Linked DNA regions of Zea mays: region 2 is linked to region 1. A link is a contact called in public Hi-C data. All regions are on one chromosome and are shown on one strand. Each heading gives the region's core, a stretch centred on a gene start, on an enhancer-like site or on the middle of the called end of the contact. The rest is flanking DNA. Distances are from core to core; before and after follow the strand shown. Region 1 holds the start of LOC100281858. Region 2 has its middle 25 kb from the start of LOC109945262.

Region 1 (3,048 bases), core at 242-2,741:
GCGCCATTTTTGGCGTTTTAGAACCTGGCTCTGAGTAAGTGCCATTTCAGCTTCAGCTCATAACGTCAGACGGTACGCGACGCAACCTACCCACCAATTTCTTCTTCTTCTTCTTCTTCAGTGTTAATTTATTAGAATCATCATGGTGGAATGAACACAAGAAAGAACGGGACGGACTAGCAGTAACTAAAGAAGCAGCAGGGATTGAATCGATCCTTCGCCTTGTTCTTGTTTCCGTCCGCCGGGCGGTCCAGGCCTATTTACAAAAATATTACAGCAGCAGCAGCCGAATAGCTGATCATCCAATCCAATTCATAGGTCCTTTGTGCTGGCGGCGCCGCTGCCTTCGTCGACGCCGCGCTTGCCGTAGCAATGAAAGAAGACCCAGAGCAGGGCGGCGTTGAGCAGCGTGTTGAAGACCCATGCGCCGATGCCGCTGCACCCGCCGCCGACGGCGCCGAAGTGCATCCACACGACGCCGACGTGGCAGGCGAGGTTGCAGCCGAGGAGGCCCAGCTGGCAGGCGAGCGCGACGTGGGCGGCGCCCCTGGCGGGGAGCCCCGCGCCGACCCAGAACCTGTAGCCGAGCGCGACGGCGTGCGTGAGCGTGGACGCGAGGATGGCCAGCACCTGGAACGACTGCGAGAACTCGAGCCACAGGAACGCCATGGCCACGGAGGCGGCGTGCGCGAACACCCGCGGCGCGGCGCTCCGCCGCCTGCGCAGCACCGCCAGCACGCCCCGCGCCGCGTGGAGGTAGCGGGACAGGTAGTAGGCGTAGGACCAGAAGAAGACGCGGCCCGAGGAGCGCGTCCCGGGCGGGAAGCACAGGAGCCACCGCAGCGGGGTGCTGCGGCTGCGGCCCCGCCACGACCACCGCGTGTCCCGTATCTCCGCCACCGCCGACAGCAGCGTCCCCGCGAAGATGGCGGACGACGCGCCGGCCATCAGCAGCGCGTGCGCCGCGGGCACGGGGCCCAGCGGAACCGCAAGGCGCCGGCGCAGGCGCTGCGCGGCCAGGGCCAGCGCCACGTCCAGGGCCAGGCAGAGCGCCACGTAGGCGGCCAGCGACCCCAGGAGGAACGCCCAGGTGGAGAACCACAGGTGCGTCGGGCTCCACCGGAACCCCACGATGGCCGGGTGCTCCGCGAGCCAGTAGGCGGCGGCCGCGGCCATACTGGCGGGATGGGAATGAGAGGAGGGCGACGGTGGTTGTTGTTGTTGGTACGGCTGCGGCTGGAGGAGCATGCTCATCGTGGCGTGGAGGAGGAGGGTGCGGACGAGGATGGAAACGGATTTGGGGAGGAGAGACCAGGATATATATAGCAGACCGCCATTGAAGGAGGTTCCCTTTCTTTCTTTGGCCTGCCTTGGTTCAGCTTCATCAAGGAATGAAGCAGAGAACCTTTCAGCTTTGGCCGGCGGGACCGTCCTCCTCCCCCATGACCTCCCTCCCTCCTCTCCTCCGGTCGGTCAACATGACAAAGCCTCCTCCTCCTCTCCTCTCTGCCTTTTTTTTTATTCAGCATGTGAATGTGATTTCTATATTTAACATGTGAATGTGATTTCCTGAGATTTTTTTCCCCTTCTTGACTTTTTGTTTCTGCTTTCAGTTGAGGAATACTAAAATGCGTCTAAGATAAATATACGTACACATGCCACCTAATCTTAGGCAAGAAAACACGGTTCGCATGTTGTTTATTGTTGTTCTTTTGTTTTTTGCGTCCGCGTAACTAATTTGATAAATTGAAAAAAAAAACACACACACACGGATGGGAATGGGATCACCATGGGATCTTCTTGCAGAGACAGGAGTATTTATAAGCTCCAGCTCCAAGGCGACGGCTGCAGGATGCAGCTGCCAATACTGCAGTACTCGTTGTTTAAGGAGACCAGTAGTTTATTATTCCGATCCAATCCTCCGTAGGTGGTGATGTGAGACTTAGTTAGGGTTCACGATGAGCTCTAAAATTTACGCTATCGAATTTAAGGATCAGATGAAGATCAAACTTAATTTCTATTTTTTCTTTACCTAAAATTAACTTAGGATCCTAACAAATTATAAAAATCCATTTGAATCATAATCCATTACTACACTTAGATGAGAATGAGACTCGTTGTTTAGAACTGGTTTGGAGATAGGGAAATAGAGATGATCCATGGAGAAGGGATGCTCTTTTTATTTGAATAGCAAAATGATCTCTTATAGAGATCCCTCCATTTACATGTGCAGTTGTCTACCAAAACCAGCACAAAGATGTGGCCGACGGCGGCATCACCTGTTACTGTTACCTGCATTGGTTTTTTTTTTCTGTCTCTAAAAAAATCTAACTAATGTAATAATCTCGCCGCCCACGATCGGTTTCACAACCCTGTAAAAAAAACTAAAACTCCCAATGCTTGCCGATTTATTAATACATGCGTCTAGTTTTATCTCCACCGACGCAACTGACCTGGCGCGCGTCTCCCTTTTCCATCCACAGCGACTGAAGAAAGCCAAACGTTCTAGACGGACACAAGTCCGCATACAATTTGTTGCCAACCCAAATTAATTGAAAACGCACCCACATTCTGTCTGGTCTGAATGTTGACTTGTGTTTGATCCATGATCCATCCTCCAGAAGAGCTAGCAGAAAATAAAGCACAGAAAAAATGGATGATTGGAGGAGGCAAAGGCAAACAGACGACATGGACATGTATCTACACCTGCTGGCCACCCTTCATTCCTTACCTGACTTTCATTGCAGATCGATGTGGTGCGTCAGTCAGCCATCGTTGGATTAGATTTCTCTGCGTCTAGAAAGAAAGAAAAAGAGGAGCAATTAATTAGCCCACACAAGTTTTCTTTGCTACTTGCCATGCCTTCTTCATCGACTCTACAATTTACATATACTCTATTGAGCCCACTTTTGGGAGCGGACGGTCCAGCCGGCCAGAAGGTCCGCGGGCGGTGGTGGCGTAGACGGTCCGTATGTGCGCAGAATCAGTTAGGATTTCTAGTTTTTTGCAGGATTTGTTAACTATATGGGATTAACTCAGAAAACGACT
Region 2 (3,048 bases), core at 178-2,677, 220 kb before region 1:
CAAAAAACCCTCGGTAAAATAAAACACTCGGCGAGAGAGAGGTTGCGAGTTCGAATCTCACCATTTACAAAACATATAAGTTTGATTCAAAATAATAGTGAAAAATGATAGGGCAACAGGTAAGGTAATAGGGTAGGGTTGGAGAGTTGTTCCTAGAATTTAAAAAATGTTTTGCTGTTTTTTTTAAAATTTTTCGATTCTTAATTTGCCGAGTGTTTTTCTTTGCCGAGTGCTTTTTGACACTCGGCAAAGTCTTTGCCGAGTGTCCGAAAAAAAGCACTCGGCAAAGAACCATTTGCCGATGAAATCTTTGCCGAGTGTTCTTTGCCGAGTGTTACACTCGGCAAAGCCTTTGCCGAGTGTAAAATAGCTTCTGCCGAGTGTTTTAGACACTCGGCAAAGAACGCGATTCCGGTAGTGGCTGCAAAGCCTGTGACCTCGTGTCTGTATCTGAAATTCTCTGAATGATGCAGAATGCATGCAGCTCATTCGCTGTTGTGCTGTGCAGTGCAGGCATCACAGCATGCACTGGAGACGGGAGAGTGCCGGCGATGAGGGATGGGAATGGATCTAGCGAGGTCTGGGAGTGGATGCCTCAGGATTAGGGGGATACAGTAAAGCGGCAAGCGGAAGCCTTTTTCTTCTTCAGCTGCTGGCCGAGAATCTAGGCGACCGGGGAGATCTGAAGTCCCAGATCCATGTTTCTGCAGGACAGTGAGGATAAACTGATCGAGAGGCGATGTTTGTGCCAGGTGTCCACACAGCAGCTAGCAGCTCCTTGCTTGGGAGCTTCCCTCATCTTTCTCATCTTCACTTCAACAGGCTACTTGCTTGCCTTAACTTTGGATGATGAACTTGCCTTGCAGCAGAGGGAGACAATCATATCATATATATATTATAGTTCTGAATCTGTGAAAAAAACAAACCAGCCATAACATGAGTTGTTTCAGCTACACAAGATTAAAAAAAAGTCCAAAGTTACAATCGGCAAGAAAAAAAATGTCTTAATTACCTCGTTGATTGAACTAAGTTCACGGTAAATTTAATGGCATATAGTATTATAGTCTTCCAAGGATTGACTATGACCAAGCAAGAAGACGAGTGCAATACTCTTTTACTTTCCTGATAGTTTAAGTTTTTTTTATAAAAGTTGTATGAGCTGATGAAGAATTGAAGTGTTAAATGTGAAGTACAGTTAGATCATGATTAAAAAACTAGGAGACTCGTTTGCACCCTTATATATCTAAGAAGATATGCGGTTGTTCCCCTATATAAATAACTATAAATAGGTTTCATGACAAACAGGTGAGTTAAAAAATAAAAAGGGTTAAGAACGCAAAGCCGAACATTTATCTGGTGTGGATAGCAGACTAGGCCGGACTCGTTAAAGGCCCCCAACGACGACGACGCAACCTCGCATGCAATTGAAAATGCTACGTCCAGGGCCCAGGGCAGCCGCTTCTTCCACGGCAGGGTCCACTGGGCCGTCCTAGCTACGTTGTCTGATGATGTCGCCCAAGGCCAATGACGTACAGCGACGTTAGAAAGTTCCATGCACTGGGTGCAAGTAGCACAATATAACAAACAAATATAACCAGAAAGAGGGCATTATGCAATTTAATATAAACCAATAGCACTAAGAAATGCTATTAGACGTCACGAATGATAAATGACCATAAATAGCCAACCCCTGTTGTGCAACAAGTCTTATGTACGAACATGCAAACAACCTTTAAATTATGGTTTAACCGTAAATGGGAACATATGTATAGTAGTGAGGTGGGTGTAGAACTGACTAGAGATAGGGGTAGAGATAAAGAATTTGGAGAAGAGAATAATGATTTTTTCAAGTAAAAAGTGTCTACGGTTCTCGACTGCGGACAAAACCAATCGAACCAATCAACTCGTTTATCAATTTCTTTACTTTCTTATCCTAGAAGTAGCAAGTAATGTAACCTTATTTATCTATATCTTCACCTCTCTACGACTCTACGTCATCTAAAGACGCCTTGAGTGGCCTGTCGATCTCAAGACAAACTCTAGGATCTCTCCCCCTGACGAGTCCCTCCTAGAGGCGAGATCCAGGTGTCATTGGCGAAGGCCTCCGCCTTGCGCACGCACGGACCATCTGGCACGGCACAGGAAACCCGCTCCTGCTGTCTAGGTCATGGACCGTTTGACCCTAAGCCGCGGACCGTCCGCGTCGCCGTAGAGAGCCCACGCGAGTGAAACAACTCTCAGTAATTGACGCTCAGATCTACCCGCATCTCGTCAAACAATTCAACTAATGAACTAGATAAATTTTATCTGGAGTCCATGATCTATATTCTCATTATCTCCTCAACCCTAGCATTCATAATTAAACGTGGGATGATGATGCCCTTAATCAGTCATCAGGAAAGAAACATTGGGAGCAACAATATGTCAGCAAAATGAATTTAAGCAACATAAAAAAGAGAATGGAATTATATAATGTTAACTTGCCTTGCAGCAGCAATATGTCAGTAAAATGATTTAACATAAACTTGGTTCATTTGCTCTGAAGTTGATGCCCTCAAGGCTATTAGGGGCAGCTTGAAAGATCCACATGAAAATCTTAGCAGCCGGAGTCGGGGAGATCCATGCATGGGAAATTGGTCCCAAGTTATCTGTTAGACCGTGTCGCATAAAAATAAAGTTTATAAATCCAAACTGAGAGACTACGCCATTTTGTCAAGTGGGATAAGGATAAAGACAATGATAAGGAAAATGCTAAAAATGGGTACGAGGGTGGTGAAGATGGACCCTGCCTCAGCCTTCGTGGCTGACGAGGTGCGTTCTGATAAGAATAATAGATTACAAGTTCATTTTTTTCATCAGTCATGATATATTCATAGTTCATGGCATTAGACAGAGGCTGGAGAAAGCTAATCTTGTTGATGATATTGTGGATTTCTATCGTGTAACTGCTAACCAAGCTGAAAGATACTTAACTTCTTATCAAATAAGTACCCAGATGGTTCTATTTATACCATATCAGGTAAAAACTCAAAGTTTTTTTTAATAAGG

What was found. Hi-C and Micro-C count contacts between places; a contact is called where the count stands out from the background.
Region 2: a contact with region 1 is called in a Hi-C map of tassel, with 2.2 times the contacts expected there. The contact joins the enhancer-like site here to the promoter of LOC100281858 in region 1. A contact is called at or near these places in 4 of 25 Hi-C or Micro-C datasets (ear, leaf and tassel).

Annotation. Positions count from the first base shown.
Region 1 is chr3:107,225,772-107,228,819 of Zm-B73-REFERENCE-NAM-5.0, reverse strand. It overlaps LOC100281858, which reads right to left and starts at 1,491. Exons shown (of 1, transcript NM_001154778.2): 1 at 111-1,491. The coding sequence starts at 1,254. The coding sequence ends at 313.
Region 2 is chr3:107,448,815-107,451,862 of Zm-B73-REFERENCE-NAM-5.0, reverse strand. No RefSeq gene overlaps it. Among protein-coding and RNA genes, the nearest start is that of LOC109945262, 25 kb to the right of the region's middle. Within about 2 kb of position 1,427, at least 15 of the 20 cell types and tissues checked have an H3K27ac peak or open chromatin away from gene starts, as enhancers often do. A contact at or near this core is called in ear, leaf and tassel, where this site is marked.